Linked DNA regions of Bos taurus: region 2 is linked to region 1. The links are chromatin contacts, called in public Hi-C maps. All regions are on one chromosome and are shown on one strand. The core of a region is the stretch at or near the end of the contact, and the rest is flanking DNA. Distances in the headings are between cores, read along the strand shown. Region 1 overlaps ABTB2 (ankyrin repeat and BTB domain containing 2). Region 2 holds the start of ABTB2 (ankyrin repeat and BTB domain containing 2).

Evidence for each region. Hi-C and Micro-C count contacts between places; a contact is called where the count stands out from the background.
Region 2: a contact with region 1 is called in a Hi-C map of liver, with 8 times the contacts expected there. The contact joins the promoter of ABTB2 here to the enhancer-like site in region 1. A contact is called at or near these places in 3 of 11 Hi-C or Micro-C datasets (liver, skeletal muscle and an unstated tissue).

What each region holds. Positions count from the first base shown.
Region 1 is chr15:64,879,075-64,886,077 of ARS-UCD2.0, forward strand. The region is part of intron 1 of ABTB2 (ankyrin repeat and BTB domain containing 2); the gene reads right to left. The region is part of intron 1 of LOC132342356 (a long non-coding RNA gene); the gene reads right to left. Among named protein-coding and RNA genes, the nearest start is that of ABTB2, 50 kb to the right of the region's middle. Within about 2 kb of position 5,652, at least 6 of the 102 cell types and tissues checked have an H3K27ac peak or open chromatin away from gene starts, as enhancers often do. A contact at or near this core is called in liver, where this site is marked.
Region 2 is chr15:64,927,690-64,934,398 of ARS-UCD2.0, forward strand. ABTB2 (ankyrin repeat and BTB domain containing 2) reads right to left here and starts at 4,997. Exons shown (of 17, transcript XM_003587004.6): 1 at 3,693-4,997. The coding sequence starts at 4,575. It overlaps LOC132342356 (a long non-coding RNA gene), which reads right to left and starts at 3,685. Exons shown (of 2, transcript XR_009490698.1): 1 at 1,833-3,685.

The DNA.
Region 1 (7,003 bases), core at 4,402-6,901:
CAATGTAGAAAACATTAAGTAAAATTGTCTGAAGTTAAAATATGTACTTAATTCCCACTACAGTGGATGAATCTTTTTAGCAGATGTTTTTCTGGAATGGCTGGTGATTATAAAATAGGAAGAACTAAAAGACTTTGAATCAAAGTAGGTAAAGAGACTGGATTGGGCAAGGGTTTGGACCAGGGGGCAGGAATGGCACATCAATTAAATTTCCAGATGATTGCTTATAAAAAAGAAGCTGTCTTTAGATTGTTTCTAGGACATGGCTATAGACAGTGGCCATGGACAAGAGAAAGTGAACCTAAATTGATGTCAAAAAAAATCTTTTAAGCAAGATATTCCTGTGATGTTTGAGCCAAGATCTCTGAGGGTATTATTGGGTTCCCTGGTTTAGAAGGACCATGTGTTTGGGAAGTTGACGTGTAACCCTCATGGAAAACAATGAAGGCCGAGTCTGCAAAGCCCAGGGAGGCTCCAGGTCCACCAGGGACCTGCCAGCCCACTGTTCCTGGTGGGAGTTTTTGGCCAGCAAATGAACCCTGCCTGAGCCTAGGAGATGGGCCTTTCCATTTGAAACTGGCATTATTTTTCCCAGGCTCAAACTGACAGCAGCTACTTTAGGTCCTCCTGTCAAGAGTGGGCTCATCTGGGGCTCCCACTCTGCATGGCTCTTCCATCAGAAGGAAGATAGAAGCAGGGCCATCTGGGCAGGGTGGCAGAGTATGGCCAAGGTTGGCATCCTGGCTCTACCACTCACCAGCTCAAAGATCTGGGGTCAGCTACTTAACCCCTGTGTTTCAGCTTTGTCTCTGTGAAATGGGAATAATATTACTTCCTACTTCATAGAGTCATTGGAAAGGTTAAATGAGACAAGAATAAAGTAGGTGGTACAGTGCCCAACGGGCTTCCTGGGTGGCATCAGTAGTAAAGAACTCAGCTGCCAATGCAGGAGACATAAGAGACATGGGTTCAATCCCTGGGTCAGGGAGATCCCCTGGAGAAAGGAATTGCAATCCACTCCAGTATTCTTGCCTGGAGAATCGCATGGACAGAGGAGCCTGGTGGGCTACAGTCCATAGGGTTGCACAGAGTCAGACATGACTGAAGTGACTTAGCACACGCAGTGCCTGGCACCCAGTTAGCGCTCCCTGCCTCTTATTCATGAGGGGTGGGCAGGGAGGGATGGGGGTTGAAGGTGATGGATGCCTGCACCTCCAAGGTAAGGAAGGGGTTTCCTGTATGGCTCTTAAAAATACATTGTTTTCTTTAGAGGAGCACTGAATCTAACTGCCATGCTAGCTCAGCATGAATACCCCTACATTAAGAATCATGTCACACTCTTGTTTCACAAGTCACGGAAACCCGAATCAGACTGCATTCAGCTTTGGGTGGTGGGAGACACACTGAAGGCTTTTCAATTTCCCAAGCCATGATCAGAATGAAATGTTCTCGCATCAGGCGTTCCGCGTTTTAGAATTCAATTACAAAACCCTACCATTTAGCTTGTTAGGCTGGCTGCCCCACCCCAGAAACAGTGACAAAAAGACAATCTTTATAGCCAGGCTCCAAGTTCCAAAGCTATAAATCACTGGTTATTGGATGGAGTGGAACTCATTAATATAAACGAGAAGCCTGAAAGGCACCTATTAGCATGCTATTAATTTGTTTGACCATCTACGGCATGGCCAGAGCTAAAATCGTTAGGCTGGGCAACACGGCATCTCGCGCTGAAGAATAATCTGGTCCCATTAATTCTGGTCTTGGGCTTGCCAAATGTAATTGGGCATAATCAGAGCCCATACATCGCCTCATAGCTTTTTCATCCTTTCTTTCAAAAGAAAATTGGGGGTGGGGAATGAGCTCAAACTCTGGGTGTTCAACAAAGGTAACCAACGAGAAGAGGTTGCCACAGCCCCATGAGGACTAAGTGCTTCTTTCCACCCTTCTGTTTCCGTTCCTTTGCTCTGCCTTTCTCGTGTGTTCCGTTCGCATGAAATGACTGTGAATCATAAACTTTTCAAGTTGGTTTGTGTACATTTCCTGTCCATCAGAAAGCTAGAATAAAATAAGCTACAAGGATATACTTTACCATGTAGGAAGTACAGCCAGTATTTTGCAAAAACTATAAATGGAGTATAACTTTAAAAATTGTGAAAATCACCGTGTTGCACACCTGTAACATATAACACTGTATATCAACTGTACTTCAAGTTTAAAAAATCTAAAGGGGAAAAAAAGTTAGCATAAACAAGCTTAAATTGGAATAATCACATCAACCAGCAGAGCATGAAGGCCTAGCCTCAAAGCTGAAAGGGAGAGAAGGGGGAAAAGGCCTGTGAACTTTGTTGCACACATATGTTTTAGCACCATTCTCTCTGTCTACAACCCAAAGAGGGATCCACCTCTGAGGATTCAGAAGTCTTCCGTTTCTCCTCACTCTGGAACCCTTAACATTAGAAAACATTTCAACATGTTTGTATGCTCAGAGCATAAAGTTTGGCAAATCGCAGAAAGTATAGCTAGAACCCTTAACATTAGAAAACATTTCAACATGTTTGTATGCTCAGGGCATAAAATTTGGCAAATCGCAGAAAGTATAGGGAAGAAAACAAAAACTATGTGTGTTTCCACCATCCTGAGATAATCACTGATAACACTTTGGCCTAGTTTCATACATAAGACATTCATGTATATTTTCCTAGAAGTGGACCACAGCATACAGGGTCCTGTCTCTGCCCTCTTGTCTCCCATCTCTGGACATTTGGGGAGCATTTTCCTATGCCATGAGGCGTCCATCAAAAATATAATTTTTAATGGATGGTGGTCACAGCTGTACATCATTGAGTGAGTCTAATGCTACCAAACTGTACACCTGAAAATGTTTATGTTTAAAACGCTAAATTTTGTTATGTACATTTTACTACAATAACAAAAATACAAAATCTCTCCCTGACTTTACTAAAATTAAACTCTTACCTTCCTATCGGAAACCTAGATAAATTCAAACCTGTCAATGGACGTTCTACCGGGGAAACTTGACAACAGGCATTCCTGCATAAACATCTCTGGCGTGAGAAGGCCTGCTGATTCTCCACGCCCCAGAGAGGGGCTGACTACAGCCGGAAAGATTACTAAGGCCTGAAATCAACTTGGCCTGCCTGCTATTTCTGTCAGCAACTTGTGCCAGTGCTTGTGAAAATCTGGGGGCAGCAAGCAAAGCAAGATGCTCCCTGTGACCAGCTAATGCTATGGAGCCTCCAGCCCTCAGAAACCAGACCTACTGAAGCCTGGTACTCAGAGCCCCAATCAGGAGAGCTGGGACATTTCTGCCAGTTGGTTTATTACCCAGACACATTACAGATTCACCAGGGGGTTCTAAGCTACCCAGGGGTCTGGAGCTATCAAGCCTCCAGTCGTAAATGGAACCTTATCTGCGGATCTGTATCTTGGGTTGTTGGTGCTTCTCTTTGAGGGTTAAGATGGGCATCTGATAAGGCACCTCCAATTCAATTTCCTGTCTCTGGCAGATATATTCCTGATGGGTTTCATTCTCAACTTTCTTGTCCTCTGATTTCAGGCAGAGGCCCCAGGACACTTTCTCAGGTCTTTCCCAAATAGACAAACCACACACTTAGCATCTCGCCTTCCCCACAATCTTACTGGACTGTGGTATTTATGAATATGACAGTGTCAACTCACTTCATTGGTCAAGAGGGAGAGCCACAGGAAGGGGTGCAAAGGTCACTTCCTGTGCTGAGTGTTTCCTCAGAGTGGCACCCAACCGCAGCCAGCCAACCGTCAACCAAGGATTGCTTACAAACGTTTCCTTTTTAACTCCATCTTCCTTTTCTATCAACCAGTCAAGCACTGTCACCATGATAAGAGGATTGGAAACAGCCTCCCTACATCCAAGGCGACAGGAATCGACTGCAAGGAAGATGTGAGTGGCATGGTGTGCAAGCTTCCTGTCGAGAGGAGGAAGAGATCAAATGCTTTCATTTTCAATTGCTAGCGCCAGTGCACACTCTATCCTTTTCAGTGGAGTTGCACTTTAAACGCATTTAACATACATGAATGCAAATATAACACGTGAAGGAAACAACACTAGTGGTAAATACTTACATGAATCTAACGGGGAGCCAGCACTGCTCCAAGCACTTCCTATACGTGAGTTCATTTAATCTTCCTAATAACTTATTAGGTAGGCATGACTCCCATTTCACAGATGAAAAAACAACATAGAGGTCAAGTAACCTGTCCATGGACACGTAGATCGGAGGTGGCGGGGCCAGGATTTGAACCCAGCAATGCAATTGCAGAGGGTTCTTAACCAACCACATGGCCACAGAGGCTCTGTTGACGGGCGTTTGCACTGCCCTTCCCTTCAAAGGGCGTAGGCCCCAGGGTGAACATGGACAGGACCATGAACCTGTGCTCCCTGTTGGTCCAGTTTCCAGGTGCCTCATGTAGTATACCATAGAAGGCAGTGGCACCCCACTCCAGTACTCTTGCCTGGAAAATCCCATGGATGGGGGAGCCTGGTGGGCTGCCGTCTATGGGGTTGCACAGAGTCGGACACAACTGAAGCGACTTAGCAGCAGCAGCAGCAGCAGCATGTAGTATACATTCCAAGCCACTGAAAAAATTTTCTGCAGAAAAATGTTGGCCACGAATGAACTTTGCTGTGTCCACTGACATCAGAGCCTCACCCCTGAGTAAGGTTAGGACTCGTGGGAGAGCATCTGAGACATCTACTGCTGCTGCTGCTGCTAAGTTGCTTCATTCGTGTCCGACTCTGTGCGACCCCAAAGACGGCAGCCCACCAGGCTTCCCCGTCCCTGGGATTCTCCAGGCAAGAACACTGGAGTGGGTTGCCATTTCCTTCTCCAATGTGTGAAAGTGAAAAGTGAAAGTGAAGTTGCTCAGTCATATCCGACTCTTAGCGACCCCATGGACTGCAGCCTACCAGGCTCCTCCGCCCATGGGATTTTCCAGGCAAGAGTACTGGAGTGGGGTGCCATCGCAGAGTTAGGACTAACTGCAGAGCACCCATATCGGAACACACATCTCAGGCTCAAGAAAACGTGGACTTTGCTGCACTTGATTTGGAAGAGCTCCTTGCATCTGAAAGTTAAAATCAAAATGTCTAAGTCTCCACACTAAACTCAGCGACACACCCAAGAGACCTCTGGGGCCATTGGTTAATGGCAGTGTTTTCCTGAAACATGTGAGAGGGGAAGCCTTTATCAGACAAGCTGATCTGTCTCGCACTTAGCTGTCTTCTCTCCAAAAAAGAACACCCTGCAACATTTGACGTGATACTCACAAAAGCATCACCACTGAAGTAGTAATACCACATGGACCTCTTTTCCAGCAAACTGAAAAGGTGAGTCAACAGAGCAGTTGGTTGTTTTGGTTTTTTTTTTGCCTTCCTGGCAGAAAATAATCTTGCAAGTCACATAAATGAATATTCTTCTGGTGGCTTTGAGGCTTCACCGGAAATGAATGAAGTAAAAGAAGAGGAGGCTTATGATAAAGACCTGCTATCTCAGTATATTTCATTCATGATGATTTCTGCCTTCAGAGACCGTTAAAGGACGGGGCAAAAGGACTAGAATGTTACTTCACCCACATACCCTTCACCTAGATTCACAAGTTGTTAATAGGTTACCATGTTTATTTTTCCTTTTTTGCTGAACCATTTGAAAGGTGAAGACACTCGGCTTCCTCTACTGATAATTTAGCATGTATCACCTAACATGAGAGACATTCTTCTGTATAAGACTGCCAGGACTTCCCTGGTGGCCCAGTGGTTAATACCTGCACGTCCACTGCAGGAAGCATGGGTTCAAACCCTGGCTGAGAAACTAAGATCCCCGCATGCTGCACAGTGCAGCTGAAAAAATAGACCGCCATTCTCAAGAAAGTGCATATTGACACAGTAATGTTATCTAATGTTTATTTTTACATCATGTTGACTTGTGATACAATTATAATTAATGATATATTAACGTTATAAGGTAAATATATGTACTTGGAATATAATTATATTTACTTCTGAGAGTCAGTAAAATCTCATTTAAATAAAACGAAACAACTTGGAATCACTATTAGAGGGAAAAATAATTCTATAATGTACCAGAGCGCACTAAGTACAACAATACTGCGAGTAAAATAACTTTCATACGATGGATAAATATTTGCATGATATTAAACTAATTTTCTCATTATTCAACACTGTAGACCCCACACGGGGATAAGCTCAACGCACCTCCGACCCCAGCACACATCTGGGAGATTGTTTTTAAAAGGCATTCCATCATTTGCTTGTGTCCCTGCCTTTTGCCATGTGGTTCAAAAGTACTTCTTCAGGGAAAACAAGACTGGAAGGTGAACTGTTTCCTTTAGTTGTTGTTTTTTTTCCTTTTCATAAATAAATACTACTTTATAATATTTAGGAAATCTCGCTATATGAGAGTTTGGATGAGCTCAACACATAGGAGCACTCAGAAGGGCCTCATGACTGACTCACAGCTTGCGTGCTTAGTTTTCCAGCCACAGCAATAAATGACAACTAACATGTTAATAGCATGAGAAGATGAGAGAGGACTTAAAGAAAAAAGCAGAACAAAGCTTTAATCAGGACTCTACGGGGCCACTGAGAGTGAGATTGACTTTCCTATAGGCAGCCCTGAATGATCCACTTATTCAGAGCTTGGTAGCCTAAGAACTCTTACAATGACATCCCGAGTCAGCAGGTATCATCCCCCAGACTTCCTCCTGGTGCTGCCAGAACAGTGTGACAGCATCCCATGCTCGCTCTGCTTCAAAAGGGTCTCCAACAGAAGTTCAAAACAACTAGGTCATTTCTCTAAAGTACCCACAAGATCAGGACCAAGAAATGACTAATGCTGTTCTCTCACCCAGGTCACAGTTTATCCCTCTGTCTTCCCTAATCTCCTCATGTGCATGACCCACATTACCTCTACACCCTAAAACTCTT
Region 2 (6,709 bases), core at 3,747-6,246, 48 kb after region 1:
TCATTTAAATTAGTCCCAGTCGTACCATCCCATTACTTTGCTTTTGGTGATTGTTAATAACAGTTACTGCTAAAAGTAACTCCCTATTTGTTCACTTTTTCCTTGTCTCCTCCATTAGTTCACTTCATGAGAGGAGGACCCTCCCCCTCCCCCAATTAATCCACAGTACTTTTAATAGTGGTGCAGACAGGGTCCGTGGTCAATAAATATTTGTTGAATGAACCGCAACTATTTATTAAGCATTTACTATGTGATTCAATCTTTAAATCTATGATATCATCCAGTCCTCACACCAACCTGAGGAGTTAAGTGCTGTTATTATCCCCCATTTTACAGATAACAAAATTGAGGCTTAGAATGGTTAAGAAATATGGCCCAGGTCACTCATAGAAATAGCAGAGGTGAGCTTCAAATCCTTACTGCGATTCCAAAGTTTTTGCTCCTTACCATTATGATGGAGCTCCTTTCATGTACATCCTGGTTACTACTTTGGAGTAGGAATATTCTCATCAAAACCCTATCATTTAACCTAGCATCTCTGAATGGAAGGAAATTCTCTCCAAGGCCATGGACATTCGTGAGCATTTAGTAAGAAAAATGGCCAGGGAGAAACCCCAAGCGATGCTCAGCATCAAACTGACATACAACAATGAGCGAGGGAGGGAAGAAGGGAGGTGTGGATGAGAGAAGCTTCTATTTTCTGCCAGCTCCCTGTTTATAAATACCACTCTATTAAAGTGGTTTTTCTACCTCTCTTAAGGAAGCCACGAAGATAGCATCACTTAATGACACTGCCCTGGGAACAGGCACATCGATACCAAATGAGCAAGCGATATATAACTCCTGCTGCACTATGAAGCTGAGATCATGTTTTATAAACACCATAGAACTTTTATCATCCATCTTGGGTTGAGCAAAACCATATTTGCCCAGTACTCTGAGTAATGGATTGGACTAGATGGATTAGGGTTCTTGAATTCCCGGCTGGAAGACATTAAAAGTTTAAGAGCCCTATATAGCTGACTCAAATGCATGTGCCCTTGCCGTATAATTAGCAGGCATAACAACAATAAATATATAATTTGAAGGGAAGACCAGCAGGACAAGACTGTGAGCCAGCAACTCTCCCATGTGTGGCCATCTGCCAGTTAGACTTCAGCTGTGTAGACGGTAACCTTGCTGGCCTTGGCTTATTTCGGTACAACAAAGGTTTAGGTTCTCTCCACTTCCTTCCTAAGCAGTTTGTGCTTCCCTCTGAAGTCAGCTCTCAGGCATAAGTAATTCATTGCCTCTCTACTAGACATTCATTTCACTTTGTCTAAAGGGACTTAATAAATGAGCCTGGTTATTGTTTCCTGGGGCCACCCTCAGGTTTTCATGTATAAAAAATGAGCATCCATATTACTCAGGGGAAGCAAATAGTCACCTGTCTCACTGGAGAGCTCCCTGGAGACTGAGAAGTGAGCAGAGGGACACGCTTGCTCTGGGCATCCTGGAGATGTGTGTCTGTCACACAAGAGCCCTGCTGTCTCAACTACCATGGCTTAAGAAAGATTGTTTGGGGGTGTCGGATGGAGGGGAAGAGGTCAAATCACGGGGTCAAAACCCCACCCTGTAAAGAAAATCCCAAGGAGTGATGACCCTAGATAGGAAATAAGCCCGTTCACGGAAGACACCTGTGTTCTAGCCACTTGTCACATTCTGAATTTTCAGAGGGCCCCGAGGAGGCAGCTGCTCTTAACAGCTTCAATTCACAGTTAGAACAACCGAGAAGCCTCTCAACCTGAGGGGCACCAGTTCTGTGTGAAGGGCATGTTTTGTTTGTTTCTCACCTATTATCCACCTTAGGCCTTGTTTTTTTCTTCTAGGAGTCTTCCTTCTTTGAGTTCAGACTGGGCCTCCCCTCAGCCAAAAGTTCAGGCTGCTTCCCCTGGGCTCTGACAACCGTATGGAAATCCCCCTGCCCTCCACTTCCTCTCCTGGAGCCTGTGTTCTCTGTGCTGATGCCACAAACCTGCAGGGCAAAGCACAATTATCAGCTGTGACATCATCAGCTGAGATTCTGGACTGACCTCAACTCTGACCTAAGAGGAGGAAAATGAAAAGGCAAGTGCTCTTCTTGCCATTCCTGGCATCTCCTTTCAGTTGTGTCAGAATTGAAAACAAAACCCAAGAAAGTCAAAGTCAGCCATGTGGGTAGCGACAGACTGTCTTCAAAATGAAGTCTTTAGTTGTCAACTGCTCCCCTTGGAAATTGGATCAATGAAAACAAAGCTGCTTCCTCTCCTCCGGTGGCTAAAAGCTTGAACTCTGGAGCCTGCCTGGGTTCAAATTCTTGTCACTTAATATCCGTGTAAGCTTGGGTTAATTACTTGACTGCTGGGTACCTCAGTTTCCCCATCTATCTAATGGGGATAATACTATAGGTACCTACCTAATAGGGTGGCTGGGATTACTTAAGTTTATATATTAAACTTAAGTTTATATTAAAGTGCTAGAAACAGAGACTGACACACTGTTAAGTGCTAATTTAAGATTTTTGCTATTACAATTATGTAAAACCACACTTAAATATGACTCCCTTTATGCCTTTTCCATACCCACCTGGCCTCTTCCTCTGTACCACTTACTTGCCACTGAATGCAGCCCCTAAAATCGCCCTCCGATCAGACTGTAAGGATGTTTAGCCAAAGTATCATTCTAGAGAACTGATGGTTTGCTGACTCCTGAAGTTGGAGTCTGGTAGGCAGTTTACTGTTGAACCCAGGTCACACCGTAACCTTTCCAGTGAAAAGGTCAAGTGCTTCCCTACCACTCTTTGCACTGAAGCTATGTCCTCTTTCAGAGAAAGGCAACTACCCAAAGGTTTCTTTCTGGCACTTGACATCGTGCTGTCTGCCCATCCCCCACCCCGCTTCCCCCTAGCTCGGTTGATGACTATGGGGTCATCCTTTCAGCAAAGTCTAGAAGGTCATGCACTTAATACAACATAGGGTTTTAATTAATTGCTCACTTGGTTGGTGACAGCTTGGAAAATCAGGTCTGGGAACTGGCATGTGATTCCCTTTACTGGGAAGGGGGTTCAGAAGTCACCATGTTCCATAACCCTGGGCTCAGAGTCAAGAACCCACCACTACCTCTCCACCTTCCCCCAGAGGGCCCTGAAAGGCATCCTTCAACCCAGCAAAGCTCAAGGTGGCAGGGCCAGGTCCAGGGTATCCACTTCCCCTCCTTCCATCCCACTTAGCCAAGACTTTGCAGCCCAGACCCTCTGGCTGCTGCTACTGTATTCGACAGAACTAGGACCGAACCGTAGTTGATCTACCCAGTGGTCCGGAAAAGAGGCCAACTACAGACCCATCAAGCAAGGCAGAGGGCCACAAGGCAGTCCGCTTCACGCCAAGAGAGGTTCAGGGATGGCTTCATCAAGAGGTTCAATCAGTGAATGGCCCCCAACAGCGACAACACGACGCAGAACAGGAAGCATCAGATCAACCACTACTTTGCCCTCCGAAAGTCAGTCGCCGAAAGAACCACCTCGGGAAAGACTCCTTAATGAACTCCTCTACCCAAAGACCAAACGCTTTCTCTCAGGTCTTGAATCTCCTTGGTCCTAGGAAATTCACCCCCTGCGTAGCCCAGGTTGGACTTCCCCCCAGCCCGGTCCACGGGCCCGGAGCCCGCGAGCTTACCATTGGCGTTCTTGCCACAGATGAGATGCTCATAAGGCTGCAGGACGCCCCAGAGCTCGGCGTCATTGTTGATGACCATCTCCAGGGCCTCAGCGGACACCTCCCCGCCTCCGGCCCCTCCGCCGTCGGGGCTCTGGCTGGCGAGCACCCTGGCCCGGATCTCTTCCACCAGATTCTCCATGCAGGCGGTGAGCGAGATGGCCGCGTACTCGTGGATTCGCACGGAGATGCGGGTGTCCACCATCCAGCGAAAGAAGCGGCCCACTGAGAAGGTGAGGCCGCAGCGCGCCGACTTGCCCCGGCGCAGCCCGTCGCCCGCGCTCATGCTGTATAGGGACAGGGCCTTGACCGCGGCCAGCGCGCAGCTCTCGGCCAGTGCCCAGCTGTGCACCAGGCGCACGGCGCTTTGCACCTCGAAGCGGGTGCACTTGGCGTGCAGCACGCTCAGGCGCTGCGCCTCGCGGGCCACCCGGATGAGCGCCCGGCGGAGCAGCCCCGCCAGGCGCCTGACCGCTTCGGCGGAGAACAGGGGCTGCCGCCGGCCGCCGGCACCTTTGCGAAGGACCCGGGCCACGTCTCCCTCGGTCCAGGGGAACTCCTCCAGTTCGGGCAGGCGCGGGCAGCGCGAGAAGAGGTCGGCCACTTCGGGGTCCTCGGGGAGCACCGTGTTCACCGTGTCCCAGCTGTTGTGGCGGCTGTTCATGGAGCCGGAGTAGCACCACCAGGCCGCCCCGCGGTGTTGCTGCGCCGAAGAGTTGAGCGCCTGCGAGTTGGACTTGGAGGACGAAAGGCTGAGCGAGCGGCACGAGTCCCCGGCCCCATACCCGGAGTCCAAGGTCAAGTCCTCCAGCGTCTTCAAAGTCGAGCTGTACGTCCCGGCCATGGGGAGCCTGCCCGGGGCGGCCTCGCCGAGCGAGGGGCGCTCACAACTCCATGCGCCCTTCCCCAAGTGGGCAGAAACAAGCTCTAGGCTCTCCGGGGCGCCCTCCTTTCTCTCGGCACCGCGGGGCTCGGCGGCCGCATCGCCCGCCCGCCTACCCGGCGGCCGCAGGAAGGTGGGCGAGATTCGCGGCGGCCAGAGCCCCACGCTCCCGGCGTCCCGACTCCGAGCTGTCACTGGAACGATCCTCCGCTGCTCCTCCTCCGCAACCCGCCTGGTCCACCTCAGCTTTCCTGAAGCAGAGCGTCTATTCTCCGCAGAGAAGGGACCCCGAGAAAACAGGGCGGCGGCGATCGAGGGAGGCGGCTCCCGGCGTTGCGCGAGTCCGGGACCGACCTGCGAGAAAGCTCTCTGCAAACTTCTGCGCGGAGCCAGCCGCCTGCACAGCTGGGTACTGGGCTGCTGCCGGCATGCAAATAACCCGGGCGGCCCACCAATCATCGGCCGCGACGGGCAGGGGCTACACCAATGATCTCCCAGAGGGGCGGTCACTTTGCTGATTTCACTCTGCCGCCGGTGAAACCCAGCGCGGGCAGAGGCGGGGCTGGAGGCGGAGGGTCTGGAGAAGCCGCCGAGGGCGCGGTGGAGGAGGGGGAAAGAGATGGCGAGTGAGCGACTGGGCGGGTGGGAAAGGGGGGATCGAAACGTTAGGCTAAGGAGCTGACGAATTAAAGAAAGAGGTAAAGGAAAAGCCACTGTGCGTTGCCACCTTCCCGCCGTCCAGGCTTTGGGCGTCCGCAGCTCCTTTTCAAACCCTTTTGGTGCCAAACACCAAAGCCAGCGAGTCGAGTATGGGTAGGGAAGCAGGAGGGGTTGGGACTAGAGGAGGGAACCGAGGCCTGGGGGAGGGGACCCAAGTCAGACGCCCCACCTCGCTCTCAAGACTTTCTGCCAAGCCCCTCCCGCTTTCCCGAGACGAAACTCCAGTTGTATTTGGAGGGAGGAGTTTGCCCGTGTTTGCTTCTCTTCCCAAATTCGTCTGGTTTTCTTTACGTTGCTTTCTAGGCTCCAATCAGAATAGAAATTCTTAGTCTGGCATCTGATAAATGGACAGCCTCCAGAGGGCTGCGATTCCTCCCTCACCTCTCCCCGCCACTTGAAATATTACACACGCAGTAGTCTGAGTACTACTCCAGGGAGAAGGCCGTAACTGATCAGATTTGCAAGAGTCGGTGAATTTCCTGTTAAACTGTACAACGCCGCTTGCTGTGTTGGATCCTTCTTGTGCTTCAGTGTCCGAGTGTGTGTGCTGGGGCGGGGGCGGCGGGGGGCGGGTATTACACACGTGCGTAATGGGTGTGCGAAAATGAAAAACGTTCCTAGTTGTGGCCCGCGCTTGGAACATCTGGCTGAACGCTCCTCTTCCTAACGGTGTGCCCTCAGGCGAGCTCTCTGCCCGGCTCAGGACCCGCTTTCCTTCCGGTGTTAAATGAGAGCTGACCTCCAAGCAGCACCGTTGTAAACCTGTCTCATGCACTTGTCCAGAGGCGGTATCCAGCAGATCCATGCCCGGTCCCACCCCGGCCGGCAGCTGTCCAGTAACTATTCACAGACACGTGCACGAACGTGGACACGCCTCCTCCTGTGGAGCCACAAAAGCAAGGAGGAGATTGTGCAAGCATTTCCCCCAGGTCAGCCTCCTCCTGCGCTCTTGAATAGCTGTTTTGTACTATATCTCACAGGGTTTTGACCTTGGGCCGTGAGTTGCATACGAACTAGAAATGTCTGGTTTCTCTCTCTCCTTCTTAAATTAATTGCCCTTTGCTGGTGAAACTCCTTTTGCTTTGGCAGTTTTAACTTAATTTTGCCTTCCAGCGCATCTTTATTTATGCAATACCGCCGCTTGGTGGTTACAACTGGGAATGGCGTCAAGGCTGGAAGTATTGATACTAATGAACGATGTTAAGTCCACAGGGACCAAATCAAAAGAGGACACAAGATATGACTACATCTTCTATAACAGAGATAGGAAGTCAAAGTAGGTAAGGATATTCAATGTGATTAAAAATGTGAAAAGAAAGTTGATACGATTTAAATCTTATTCAGTTCAGTTCAGTTCAGTCGCTCAGTCGTGTCC